Linked DNA regions of Mus musculus: all the other regions are linked to region 1. Evidence: chromatin contacts called from public promoter capture Hi-C data. All regions are on one chromosome and are shown on one strand. Each heading gives the region's core, a stretch centred on a gene start, on an enhancer-like site or on the middle of the called end of the contact. The rest is flanking DNA. Distances are from core to core; before and after follow the strand shown.

Evidence for each region. Promoter capture Hi-C pulls out the DNA fragments that hold promoters and counts their contacts.
Region 2: a promoter capture Hi-C map of liver shows a contact between it and region 1, with 3 times the contacts expected there. The contact joins the promoter of Sdr39u1 here to the promoter of Cebpe in region 1. A contact is called at or near these places in 2 of 39 promoter capture datasets (liver and pre-B cells).
Region 3: a contact with region 1 is called in a promoter capture Hi-C map of liver, with 2.2 times the contacts expected there. The contact joins the promoter of Nynrin here to the promoter of Cebpe in region 1. A contact is called at or near these places in 2 of 39 promoter capture datasets (the C10 cell line and liver).
Region 4: a contact with region 1 is called in a promoter capture Hi-C map of the C10 cell line, with 4 times the contacts expected there. The contact joins the promoter of Ripk3 here to the promoter of Cebpe in region 1. A contact is called at or near these places in 3 of 39 promoter capture datasets (the C10 cell line and liver).
Region 5: a contact with region 1 is called in a promoter capture Hi-C map of hippocampal neurons, with 3 times the contacts expected there. The contact joins the promoter of Nop9 here to the promoter of Cebpe in region 1. A contact is called at or near these places in 2 of 39 promoter capture datasets (cranial neural crest and hippocampal neurons).

The regions. Positions count from the first base shown.
Region 1 is chr14:54,710,852-54,713,480 of GRCm38.p6, forward strand. Cebpe (CCAAT/enhancer binding protein (C/EBP), epsilon) reads right to left here and starts at 1,323. Exons shown (of 2, transcript NM_207131.1): 1 at 598-1,323; 2 at 1-23. The coding sequence starts at 1,107.
Region 2 is chr14:55,898,909-55,901,537 of GRCm38.p6, forward strand. Sdr39u1 (short chain dehydrogenase/reductase family 39U, member 1) reads right to left here and starts at 1,324. Exons shown (of 6, transcript NM_001082975.1): 1 at 1,282-1,324; 2 at 906-1,012; 3 at 739-821; 4 at 276-397. The coding sequence starts at 1,297.
Region 3 is chr14:55,852,821-55,855,449 of GRCm38.p6, forward strand. It overlaps Nynrin (NYN domain and retroviral integrase containing), which reads left to right and starts at 1,295. Exons shown (of 8, transcript NM_001040072.1): 1 at 1,295-1,606. The coding sequence starts at 1,409.
Region 4 is chr14:55,787,545-55,790,173 of GRCm38.p6, forward strand. Ripk3 (receptor-interacting serine-threonine kinase 3) reads right to left here and starts at 1,313. Exons shown (of 10, transcript NM_019955.2): 1 at 1,073-1,313; 2 at 694-837; 3 at 280-589. The coding sequence starts at 1,092. The region is part of intron 2 of Gm32092 (a long non-coding RNA gene); the gene reads left to right.
Region 5 is chr14:55,744,382-55,747,010 of GRCm38.p6, forward strand. Nop9 (NOP9 nucleolar protein) reads left to right here and starts at 1,312. Exons shown (of 10, transcript NM_026403.3): 1 at 1,312-1,639; 2 at 1,780-2,229. The coding sequence starts at 1,393. It overlaps Dhrs1 (dehydrogenase/reductase (SDR family) member 1), which reads right to left and starts at 1,303. Exons shown (of 9, transcript NM_026819.3): 1 at 1,060-1,303; 2 at 537-707. The coding sequence starts at 686.

The DNA.
Region 1 (2,629 bases), core at 73-2,572:
GGGGCAGCAGCTGCCACAGGGGCCTGGAGGGTAAGGGGGACAGAGAGGTGAGGGTCCACCAGGAGGCAGAGTGAAGGCTAAGCAGGAAACCCAGCAGGGAGAGCATATGTGAGGCCTCAAAGGGATACAGGACTCCCAGAGAGCTCCGATCTCCCAGGCATCCATCTCCCTGTCTCTGTGAAGGACCGTAACCCAGATACATATGGTCCTTGGTCTGAGACCAAAGCTTTCTATCATGCTCTCATTATTCCCTTCCCTTTGGTTTGTCTGTAATAAGTCTCCCGTTCTAAAATTCTAGTCAGCCATGTTTCCTCATCCAAAAGCAGGCAGCAGAGAAGCAAGAGGTATAGTGCACAGCAGGAAACCTGGTCCTGCCTGAGATCAGGGCAGAGCAGCTATTACAAGTGTCTTCAGGACACAGCCGAGTTCTAAGAAATAAATTCACAGAGTTGGGAAACAGGACCTTGGGGTAGGGCATGTTCACAGAGGAGCACCAAACATAGACTTGTTAGGGAAGCCCAGTAGTCAGAATTCCCTCAACCACCCACCTTGCTCCACCCTGGGGGGAAGAAGCGGGGAGAGCTACCTTGGTCTTACCTTGAGGACACGCAAGGGCTGGCCAGGTGCTGCCAGGGTCGGGGGGAGGTGCACGGCTGTCTGCCCGCAGTGTGCCACTTGGTACTGCAGGGGATTGTAGCTGCCTCGACTGGTGCCTCGGTTGCCCTCTGGCCCACGAGGCTCCTCCTTCACCGCCACAGCCCTGGGGTCGTAGCTCCCTGGGTTGCTGTAGATGCCAGGCCCCAAAGCCTTCCTATCTGGGCCAAATGTGTGTGAGGGATAGGCGAATGGCCGAGGGTCAGCCGGCAGGTAGTGAGGAAACGAGGGGGCTCCTGGGCCCTTAAGGCTTCGGGCTTCAGGCGTTGGCTTCATGGCAAAGAGGTCAGAAAGTAGCTGTTCTTCCCCAGACTCGATGTAGGCGGAGAGGTCGATGGAGGCCTCATGCTCACACATGTCCCCCAGCTCCCCGGGCCCAGCTCGACCCCCTGAGAACTCAAGTGGCTGCTGGCCACCCCGAGGCTCGCACTCATAGTAGGTCCCGTGGGACATGGCCGGCCCGCCCCCTTGGCTCCCCGCCCCTGGGTCCTGTGCTGGGGGCGCCCGCCCGTTGGGATGCTCAGCCTGCCCTTTCTTGGATCTCCCCCGGTCCTAGATTTGCCCTAGGTTTGCCCTCTCTGGTCTTCTCCGTCACCAACTCCTACGTGGCTTCTCTCCTCCTCTGCTTCCCTTTCCTTCTGTAGTCAGTACCTCTTCCTTTCTTCCCTTTTCCTCTCTCTCCTTGGGGTGACTAAGGGAGGGGCAGGGCACACCCCGGAGGGAGGGGTGCTTAGCAGTTAGGGCGCTCTTTGCGAAGGCCCCAGCCACAGTCCAGAAGTTGCTGTTTGAGAAAATGGCCCTTTTTGCCCTGCGAGTTCAAGGGATTCTAATCCCTTGCCCAGAGTAGCTTCTCTGAATATCTGTCTTCCTCCGATTTCCAAAGAGACCTGTGCAGAGTGAGGTGTCAAGCCAGAGCCAATAGACAAAGCATTCCCCCAGTGCCAACTTGGTCTAAACTCCTCCCTTGATGCATCTTCCTCCCTGTCCCGTCCCCCCCCCTCCCCGCCCCCACCCCCAAGTCCTGAACTCCACCTACCCCGGGGTAAGTCAGTTCCTTCTGTAGCCCCACCTCCCAAGACATTTTTCTCTGTGTAGACCATCATTGTTTGAAGGGTTTGGGAAGTAGTAGTAGATTCTAGGACCAAGCTACCCCTGGCCCTAGTACAGGGTATGCCCATTTGCTAGTTTTGAGACAGGGTCTCACGATGTAGCTCAGGCTGGCCTTGAACTCACAGAGTTCTGCCTGCCTTTGCCTCCAGAGGGCCCCTATTAAGGTTCTTCGGTTAGGTCTTTGCACAGGGCTTGTGTGCATGTCTCCAGATCTGGCTATGGCTAGCAGCCTGGCACAGTCCGGGGCTGCCAGGACATAGCTGAGGTTTCTGGTCAAGACATGGGTCCTGTACCTCAGGCCCAGGCAAGCTGCAGCCTCAGAACCAACAGAAAGGATCTGCTGGAGGTCCCAGTTGCTCCACCCTAAAAGCTGTTCTGGCTGACCCCACCCGCGCTGGCCTGAGGCTCTGCCTCCTATTTCCTGTGCCCTGAGCTGCATGCAGGCCCTTGTTTTCTGACCTGTGCGTGTCTCTCGGGTCCACTTCCTCTTGTAGGCTTGAGAAGTCTTCTCTCTTGTCCTCACCTCTTCCTGGGGCTGTTTCGGGGTCCGAAGGAGAAGCTGGTAGCTGCCTGCCCGCCCTTCTTGATCTTCTACTAACCCCCAAAGTTCATTTTTCTGTTTTGTTCGGAACTTCCTGCTCTCTCCAGTTTGGTTGTGGCCCTGCTTCAGACACGGTTCTGGATTTACTGACAAGAAAAGAACACAGAGACATGAGAAGTGTGTCACTTTTCAGTTGTTTGTTTTTTTTTAGGTTGAGCCTCCCTTTTAGCCTAGCCTGGCCTTGAACTCTCATCTTCCTGCTTCATTCTCCACGGAGCTGAGTTGATAGCTGTGCTACCATACCTTCCTGGCTCTTTTATTGCA
Region 2 (2,629 bases), core at 74-2,573, 1.2 Mb after region 1:
TGCGCACTAGGACCCGTACCACACCTCTTTCTCTGAGGGCTCCCAATAAAGGCTCTCTAGCCAAGTACCCCACACCCCCATTCTGCCTTTCCACACCCATAAAGACCAGACTGTGACAGTACAGATCTGGGTCAGGAAGAACCTGCAAGGCTGGAGGCCTAGGCAGTGACCCTGGGAAGGACCTGTGATTCGGGTGCAAGCCCCAAGTGCCTCAACTGCTTGCTCTGTTCTCCCTGGCTCCGTTAATGTAAGAGGCTGGTGATTTGGGAGCGTACCTACACCTGTGACTAGAATCCAAGCCTGAGGTGGGTGCGCAGTTTCGGTGATGGCTTTGGCTAGCAAGTGGGTAGTATCCAAGCGGCTCGTAAGAACCTCTTTTTGGAAGGTTTCATTCCATCTGCAGAGAAAATGAAAGAAAAGGTCAAAAGTGCAGACATGCACCTAGACCATATCCTCCCCACTCATCCGGCTCCCCTCCCAGTAAGTCTGTTGTCCTAAGCCTGTCTTAATGCATAGCTCGGGGTGGCTAAGAAGATAGGACTCTCTCCCCCGGCCCCCAATAGGCATGGGCTATATCTCTTTATCCACAACACTGGGCTTTAGTAGACGCTGATATATAACAGGCTCCAAAGGCTTAAGGGGACACTTGCACAAGTTTATGTCTACCATGCACGGGTCACAGGCATCGACCCTCTCTCCCCCCTGTACAGGTGATAACTGCTTTATGGCCCTGTTGACCTTCGCAGAGGGTTGAGGATATTCTCTCCAGCCAGGTTGATGACAACATCGCAGAGGGGCAGCCCCGACTCACTGAGTTCACTCTGTGGGAGAAAGTACAGTGCCGGCTGGTACTGTCCTTCCCGCGCAAATTGCCCTCCCACCCACCTTCCAGAAGCTCGACCTACCCACGTGATTCGACCCGGGCCAGGCTGTCTGGAGACCAATTTAACTTCGTGGCCCCTGCCTCTCAGCAGCTGGGTTACGGCTGTCCCAATGAATCCCGTCCCGCCACCTGATGGGGGAGCACAAACTGTTTACTCAGCGGGGTGGCGGTAGGTCATCTGCTGGCGGCCCCTTTGGGTGCGGTCCCCATCTGACATCAGGCCTCTCCAACCCACCCCGCGATGCAGAGGTGACAAAAGTCACAGGGTCGCACAGATTCAGCTTTTGGGGCTGGGAAACCAAGGCTAGGTTGCCTGCTTAGGAGACTGCACCCTGTGGGCCTGTTTTCTCAGCTCTCGGCTACAGCCTAAGCCGGCCCGCCACTCTGCCCTCCCTCACCTACAAGCACCCGCATAGCGACAGGGAGCTAGCACGCCTGCGCGAGATTTAAACACCGGACGCGACTACGAGCCTCACCTCACGCGAATCTCAGTACTAGGTGTGCCCCACCCTCCCCCGACCCGGAAGGAGTTATAGTAATAGCGAAGGACCATAAATTTCTCTGGGAAGAGGGGTGGATGACGCAAAAGAGATGGAGGACGAAGTGCAGAAAGGATCCGCTCCTAAAGAACAACTCTAGACCGCGAAGCGCTGGGCGTGGGGAGGGGGCGGGCACTGTGGAATTCTTCTTCATCTTTTCTCACTGTTCTGCCTCCTTCTGTCAGGACTCGAGGGTGTCAGAGTTTCTTCTCCAGTTCATGTGCGCACTCTTGTCCTTGCTTCCGCAGCTAAGGCTCTCACAAGCGTGCATCCCACCCGTGCCCTGCTTCCCAGTTCATCCGTTTCAGGGCCCTCCAGGAACACATAGTTCACCAAGTCTAATGCCCAGTTGTAGATCATTTTGATTGATCGCCCAGCCAAAATTACTGTTCTTTCTCCCTTCCTTTTAGAAATGATAGGCATTTCTCTACCGCTGGTGAAATGAGCCGATTCAAGCCAGACTAGTTTACATTAAAGGCAGGTTTATTGGGAGTTAACTGGCCCCAAGGATTAAGGCCAGGGGACTCACCATGGAGAGGAGTGGGGGAGAGGAGAAAGAGAGAAAGGGCGACCGAGCAGAGAGAGACACGGGGTGGGAGAAGGAGAGATGGGGGAGGGGGTAGGGAGAGAGCACAAAATGTCTGAATTTTATAGGGAAGAGCCTCTTGAGGAAGGGCAGCCAGGCCCCTGGTCTGGAAACTTCAAGGTTGGAGGCAAGGTATGCCAGGTAGGGTCTGAGGGATGATGGGAGAATCTGGAGGCCATGTCTGCTTTGTAAACATGTAAAAATGTAAAATATTTGCCTCAGTCCCTGGGCATAATCCTGGTCTGAAACCAAACAAGAAACGCTGCATTTTTGCCTTGAGTAGAAACCACACTGTCTTCTGGGACTTTAAGAACCAAGTTTGGTGTCTGGTGCATATCCTTTCCCACTGAGGCCAGACAAGGCTGCCAAGCTAGAAAAACATATCCCACACACAGGCAACAGCCTTTGGGATAGCCCCCACTCCAGTTATGTGGGACCCACAGGAAGACCAAGCTGTACATCTGCTACCTATGTGCAGGGAGGACTAGGTCCAGCCCATGTATGTTCTTTGGTGGTAGTTAAGTCTCTGAGAGCCCCAAAGGTCCAGGTTAGTTGATTCGATTGGTCTTCCTGTGAAGTTGCTATCCCCTTAGGGGCTGCAATTCTTCCTCACATTCTTCC
Region 3 (2,629 bases), core at 45-2,544, 1.1 Mb after region 1:
TCTAGTCTGGCAGTAACCTGAATCTTTTCCCCCTGGGCCCCTTCTGCACAGCGTGCACCTCCCCACTGGCCTGCATACATACACACATCGGTGGCTCTGTAACACCGATGTCCTAGGAAAGGACTCAGTTTAAAAAAAAAAATAGCTGTCCTTTGTTCCCGTGGGTCAGGTCATACTTGTGTCTGTCAGACTGTGACTCTTGGTTTGTTTGGAAAGTAAGGTTCTCTCGAGGCCCCAGCTGCAGACTGTGCCTTCCCAGTGCCAGGCTACTTCAGGCTACAAGACCACATAAAGTGTTCTTTGTACTGAGCATGTCTCCAAGGCAGCTCGGGTTTTGAGAGTGTCCCCAGCCCAGGGCTAGTCTTGGACCACTGATGCCAACCATATGGCTGTGGATAAGGATGATTGGAGACCCTACCTCCCACTGGCTCCTCACACTCTAACTCACACTTGCTAAAAAAAGGGGTTCTCCTAAACAACCCGAGCCTGAAAACTCTGGCAGCTAACCCCCTGCCCCTCCAGCCCTGGGGGGCTTCCGCAGGGCCTGGGCCTAGAGCCAGTTCCAGGCGGTCCCCAGACTAGAGTGGGGGTGGGGGTCAGAGCTGTAACCCTTTACGTCCTGCTTGGTCTCCAGCCCATAGTTTCTACAGGCCCTAGCCTCTGTGGTCTCTCCACCCCATTTTCCCTTAACCCTTTCCTGCCACAAAGAGATGGGTGTAGTAAAGGGTTTTCAAGGGAAGTCCAGACGACCAAGGATCATGTGTGTGTGTGTGTGTGATGTGTTTGTGTGTGTGCGTGTGGTGTGTATGTGGTGTGTGTGCGCGTGTGGTGTGTATGTGGTGTGTGTGTGTGTAGAACACTGCTTGGAATCTAAAACCAGGGTCTCAGAGATCAACTCTTCAATCCTTCCTTTTCCTTCCTTCGAGGAAGGAACTTTGACCCCTGAACACAAAACTTGGGTGGAAGGCAGTTGCTTCCAAGACCCTGTTTGGCCCTCTCCCTCCCGCCCAGCCTCCTCTCCTTCCCTCCCTCAGTCTCCAGCGCCCCTTTAAGCCATCCAGCAGCTCAGGCGAGTTTATCCAGGGGGCCTGGCTTCGAGGTCGAAGGGGAGGAGGGGGTGGTGGTTGAGGGGGAGGAAGGGCGGCGGGAATCCGCTCGGTCCCACCCCTAGCTACAACCCTTAGCAGGAAGGGTTTGTCTCCCGTGCTGCGGCGGAAAGGGACGGAGCTGGGAGGGCGGGCGCGGAGCGCTGGCGGGTGGGTCGCAGAACCCACAGCAGGGAGGCGGTGGCGGGGGGCGCGCCTCAAGGAGGGGAGGCGTGGCTTAGGCTGCAGGGCTAGGTGGCTGGGGGCCTCGGTGCTGGGACCCGTGACACTTCTCACGCTTTCCAGGGGCCGGAGGGACAGCCATGCTTTTGTCGGGGGGTAAACCCCCAGCGCAGGAATGGTTCATGGTGCAGACAAAATCGAAGCCCCGGGTACACCGGCAGCGGCTGCAAGTCCAGCGCATCTTCAGGGTCAAGGTGACCGCTTTCCAGAGCCGTCCTGACACCCCTTACTTTTGGCTGCAGCTGGAGGGGCCCCGGGAAAATACGGGCAAAGCCAAGGTAAACAGCTTCGTTTTGTTCTTTCCTTTCCCTCCTAGTCAGATCCTCTCCCTCTCTCCTGAACAGTCAAGAGTCCCCAGAGGTGTTGAGCTTGTCCTGCTGTTTGGCTTGCAGGGTCTGGGCCTCCCTCCCTCCAGATCTGCGGGGCCCCTGCTCTGTCCCTCTGCTTCCTTCTTTCCCTTCTGCCCCACCCCTCTCTTACATGTCACTTCTGTCCTTTAAGTGTGCTGAGAGAACCTCTGCTGAGAGTCTCTTTCTACCAGCCTTCTCTGGTCAGAAACAGGCCCAGATTTTCCATCTTGGGATCAGTTTAAGGGCCTGCATTTTTGTGGCCTCTGCAACATATGTCTTTGTTCTCACCAAGACACTGGAAGGCCTCCGTTCTTTCTGTCTGCTTAAATCCTGGGCGGTTTCTCTGAGTACTGGGACCAGAGGAGGGCCCTAGAGACACTTGTAGAGTGGCGTTGGCAGTTTATAGACGAAGCAGTAGGACTCAGAGAGAGAGAGAGAGAGAGAGAGAGAGAGAGAGGGTGAGGGTCTGCCTCAGTCATCAGAGTCAGGAAGGAGTAGGTTGGTGGAGGTTGTAGAACCTAGGACCCTGCCGGCAGAGTAGGATGCATCTGTTCTGGAAGGCAGTGCCTTGGGATGCCAGGGAATCATGGACGTTGAGATGAAAGGGCCTGCTGTATGGAGCTGGATATTGGAGAGGCCAGGTTGCAGCTTGTCCCTTTTACGCTCATCTTGGCTTCTCTGCCTGGGCTCCTCCCTCTGGTTCAGTCACACCCAAGGGCCCCCTACTCCCTCAGATTCCCTTATCTTCTCCAGTAGGAATGCTCTGGACTCCCTTCTCTCGGATACAAGCTAGTCTTTAACCCTTTGGCTGAAGCTCTACCCACATCTCAGTTGGTCAGGGCCTAGGTAGGGGAGGCCCGGAACACAGCCAGCAGAAGGAAGGGGAGGCTGGGAAATTTCTCCCTAAACACGCCCATTAAGCTGCTGCATCAGCACTTTTCCAGTTCTGAC
Region 4 (2,629 bases), core at 63-2,562, 1.1 Mb after region 1:
TTATGGAGGACCAGAGGGAAGGTAAAGTCATTGAGAACTTAGCAGGAGATCTGAGTTGCTGATGGGCAGGCCTGAGATAAGTCAGCCTGGGTCCGTGAGGGTGCATTAGGCCTGTGGAACTGAGCCAGGGGGTTAAGAAGGGCGTCTGGTAAGGAGGGTCACCTGGTATGACTAGAAATAAAACTCCTAGTTGGGTCTTGTCATGTGTGTAGTCTTGTATTCAGAGGGACAGGTACTCAACATGGTCCCAAGTCTACACTAGGTTGTAGATGGACTAACCTTGGCGTGGAGCTCTGGATCCAGCAGAATGTTAGAGGGCTTGAGGTCCCGGTGCAGGAGCGGAGGGTTCAAGCTGTGTAGGTAGCACATCCCCAGCACCACTTCCTGCAGCAGGCGACAGAGGAGTGGCCAGGGCCGAGGGCACTCGGGTTGCAGCAGCCCTGCGAGGGAGCCATTCTCCATGAATCTTGTCACCAGAGCCTGCCCGGACACGAAGTCCCACTGGAGGTCCTCAGTGACCCCCAGCAGGAGCAGAACGTTCTCATTACGAAGATTAACCATAGCCTTCACCTCCCAGGATATCTTCTTCCTACACGCCGAAAGGGGGCCAAAATTGGATTGCGCTCTGGAAGACCCCACCCTTGCCCCACTCAGGCTCGTGACCACACTCTGACTACAGCTGGGGTCACTCACGAGTTCACGATCTTGACTGCTACATCATGGTTCCATGTTCTGTGGTGTGCCCGGAACACGACTCCGAACCCTCCTTTACCCACAAACTCCAGCTTCTTCAGTTCTTCACGGCTCACCAGAGGAACCGCTGACGCACCAGTAGGCCTGAGAAAGGTTCTTGTCCGGTAGGGGGCCCATCCCCCAGCCTAGCGCATCCTCTGTCTCCCAAGCTCCGGGATTCCGTGACTGCGCGTGGGCAGCGTAGGCAGCGAGTCTAGCCTCCCCACTGCTGCCCGCCTCACCCCCAGCTTTGTCCCCTGCCTCAGAAAAGGCGTCCTTTGAGTGTGTCCCCGGGCCACCTGTGTGGGTGTGCCGGAGACACAGCTCACTCCCCACTCACCATAACTTGACAGAAGACATCGTCGGGAGCTAGCGGCTTCCTGGAGTTATGTGTGCACAGACGGAGCTGGAAACCCGACGTCTACGGCTCGGAGTGTGGACTGAGAGGAAGGCAGGGTCTGCAAAGGGAACAATCAGTAGGTCAAGGCACGGAGGTTCAGGCCCCGAATTCCGCTTCCCAGGTCGCTCCCCCGGACTTTGAATGAGCGACTTCACAACTTCCCTTTCAAATAAGAGGCTCCTTCTATCTCCGCCCCCTGGGGTGGAGCATTGAAAACTTTGGGGCTATTTCCTGTGCACGTGCCTTGAAACTGCTTCCACCCGAGAAGCGCCCAGGCACTGGGCGTGCCACAAAAGGTGTCCTCACCATCCAGGAACGATTGACTCCCCACGATAGCCAGTCTCTCTTGGACCCCTTAGCTCCACCGCTTGCCAACCACATTTTGATGAAGGGAGGATGGAGATCAGGAGGATTTTATGGTCCTAAGATCACGGAGTAACGCTTCTAGTAAGGGTTGTCTTGGGCCAGGTACACATACTGGCTTCTTAGATCAACCGTGTTTTCTTTTCTATAGAGGAGGAAACCCAAGTACTTAAAGTTTAAATCGCTTGGCCAAGTAAGTATGGGACTAGTTTAGAACCGAGTTCTGCTCCACCAAGGTAGCCCTTATTTTATTTATTTATTTATTTATTTATTTACTTACTTACTTACTTACTTACTTACTTACTTACTTTTGAGACAGGGTCTCTTTTTGGAGCCCTGGTTGATCTGGGACTCGAGTATACAGACCAGGTTGACTCAAACTCACAGAGAGCCATCTGCATCTGCCTCCTGACTAAATGCTGGGATTAAAGGTGTACGCCACCATGCTTGGCTTTCTTATTTATCTTAAAATTTATTTATGTGTGTGCATGACCATGCATGTGGTGAAGGGGTGCATGTCATGGTGTGTGTGTGTGTGTGTGTGTGTGTGTGTGTGTGTAGGTGTTCGACCTTGTTTGAGATAGGGTCAGTTTGTTCTCTGCTGTGTGCATAATGCTATGTGTTAGCCTGTTAATGTCCCAGTATTCTCCTGTCTCTCATCTTGCTGTAGGAACACTGGCATGGTATACATGGGCTACTGTCCCCAATGTCACTTTAGTTGTGGGAATATGAGTTCAGGTCCTCATGCTTGCATGACAAGAATTTTGCCTACTAAGCGGCACACACACACACACACACACACACACACACACACTCCAGCTCAAGTTAGCTTATTCTTCTTGACAATGCCTCTGGGCTATATAAATCTACCTGTGGTGCAGGTAAGGTATGAGGCACGCAGTATGCACTAAAGGACCTCTTGGAATCCCTGCTCAGCAAGAGCAGCTACTAAGTAGGGGTTGTGGAGCTGGAAGGCCCAGGGTCTATGCCAGGGTGTTGTAATGAGGATAGGTGTGCTGGCCCTGCAATCGAGCCACTGCTGCTGTGATGGCCTCTGTAGCAGCTCTAAGGGCTTCCCACCCTTCCCCTTGTGTGATACCTTTGGCAAGTAAATACTCTGATTCATGCTTCAGG
Region 5 (2,629 bases), core at 62-2,561, 1.0 Mb after region 1:
TCAAGTCACTTCTTCACAATCCAGCCAGGGTGAACTATCTAAAACTTAAATCGTCTTCTAACTGGATCACCAATCTAAGCCAACTAAAGCCTAAGAGCTTTTTTGAGAGGGTCTTACTACATAGCTCAAGCTGACCTTCAACTTGAAATCTCCTGGCCCAATGTCTCCAGTGCTGGGTTATATAGGCATGCATGCCATGCCGGCTTTTTTCCTCCCCACAAGGTCTCACTCTGTAGCCGGTTTGGAACTCACTATGTAGACCTTGAAATCACAGAGAGGTTCTGGCTCCTGAGTGCTGGCATCAAAGGCATGCAAAACCCAATGCCAGGGAAGAGGAAAATTAGAGGAAGCCACCAGTACAATTTTTTTTTCTTTGCAAAACCTGAAACTCTCAAACAGAAAGATTTTTCTTCCCATTAAGCTCTCTTGGTAGAAAAAAAATCAATCCTAGATTATTATTTATGGTATTCAGTAAACATTGCGATTTGTTGGGGGGGGTATAGTAATCACAGTGATTAATTCAGGTGGTCACTTACCTCCTGGGCAGTAGCTCTAAGCGTATCCAGATGGCGGCCGGTAATGTAAACTGTGGCACCTGCTTTGCAAAGCTGTAAGGCAATGCCACGGCCAATACCCCTGGAGGCACCAGTTACCACACACACTTGGCCCTTCATAGGCGCTACCATGACTCACATCAAAGGGGATATCTGTGGAGGTAAAGAGTCGCTTTGAGGGAATCCTGTAGATTGTGTGCTGAATCCAGGTCTCTGTGAGGGCTAGACAAGTTTGGACTATTTTGAGGGGAGAGAAATTTGACAGAAGGATACCTGAGTCAAAGTCTCAGGCCAGGCTGTCCTTTTAGGAGAGTCCCAGGACTCTCCAGCGTTACACACAATACTATCACGAACCTCTGAGTGAAGCTGACTTGGTAGGGAATCTGGCAATGCAGCCTAACAGGGTATGGCCACGAAGAGTCCTGGGCTCTCTGGAGTTCTGGCTACCCGTCCAGACCCACGGAGAACCGCGAATCCCTGACCCCTGAAGTGGTCAGAGCCTTACCAGCAGCAGACGCAGCCTCTGGGTTTCTTTCTGCCCAGATCGCCAGATCTATAGTTTGAGAACTTTGATTCTTGCCACGTTGGAGTGCGTGCCTGGATGGAAGTCCGGGTGCGGATAACGATGATATGGAACCAGTCAAAGATAGCCCTGGAGTTCCAGGGTCAGACCCAGTGGGGTGGAGTCCGCAAATGGGGAAGGGCGACCTGCAGCCACGCCCATCATGCCCTCCCGCCCGCCCCGTCGCAGACTCATGACGTCCCCGTGCGTCCGGAGCGCGCCGGCGGTTGTGGGAGCTGCAACCGGGAAGCGTGAACGGCTGGTCCCAAAGCACGCATGGGGTTGGGGCCGCGTTCCGCTCACAAAGCGCGACGCCAGTTCTCGGGTGCCGGCCGGCGGGGACGCGCGGCCCGGGGTTCGGGACGTCCCCCTCCCGGCCGCGATGGTTATCCCCGGCTGCCGGCAGCCGCGCGTGCGGAGCAGGCCCCCGAGGCTCTCCCGCATCTGAGCCCGGAGGCTCTTGGATATTTCCGACGGGCGCTGTCAGCGCTAAAAGTGGCTCCCGACGCCGCCGAAGAACGAGGTAGGAGCAGCTAACGCCGTGGGTTAAGTGGAAAACCCACACGCCGAACTTTCAGGGGAGGTCTTGGCTAAGTGATGGGTAAGTCTTCTCCTCCTCTCAGCCTAACGGTTTATTTATGACCCCATTTTTTTTTTTTAAAGAGTTGATGGCGCGCAATATTTTGAAGGAAGTGGAGGCTCAGGCTCTAGCCTTGGCCACGAACAGGACTGGTAGCGAAATGCTGCAGGAGCTTTTGGGGTTCAGTCCTTTGAAACCCCTGTGTCGAGTGTGGGCCGCTCTGCGCCCCAACTTGCGCTTCGTGGCTTGTCATCGGTGTGGGGTCCACGTATTACAAAGTGCTTTGCTGCAGCTACCTCGATTGCTGAGGCGTCCTGCGGAGGCAGAGGAGGAGGAGGAGGAAGAGGAGGAGGGTGGTCCCTCGCAAACTCTGGAGGAGCTAGTCCTGGGACTAGCCGCTGAAGTGTGTGATGATTTTCTGTTCTTCTGTGGAGACACGCATGGCAGCTTCGTGGTCAGAACTCTGCTGCAGGTCTTGGGAGGTACTCTTTTGGAGTCCGAGAGAGGCAAGCCCCGTGGCTCCCAGTCGTCTGGTAAGTACTGTAAGAAAGGGAAGAGGGGTTGGTGAGCAGGAGTGGTCAGGAAGTTCCGAAGCCAGTAAACAGAAGAGTTCATCTTTGTGGTGAAACTTGACCGTAAAGAATCAGCAGACCCTTGGGGCAGAACCTGGAAGGCCAAAGTATAGTGTGCCTAGTAAGGATGGATACACTTGAATTCAAGGACCAACTATTACTAGCAGAGACACAGAGGGAGCAATGTGTTTCACATTTTTATTTCCACAACTCAGAGTAAGAATTTTTTTTTTTTTAAATACGTCTGGGCATGTGTACACACTCGAATGTGTGTGCCTTCTGGAGTGTTCTTGTGGAGGGGAGAAGACGACTTTGTGGGTGTCAGTTCTCCCCTTCCACCATGTGGGTTCTGGGTATTGAA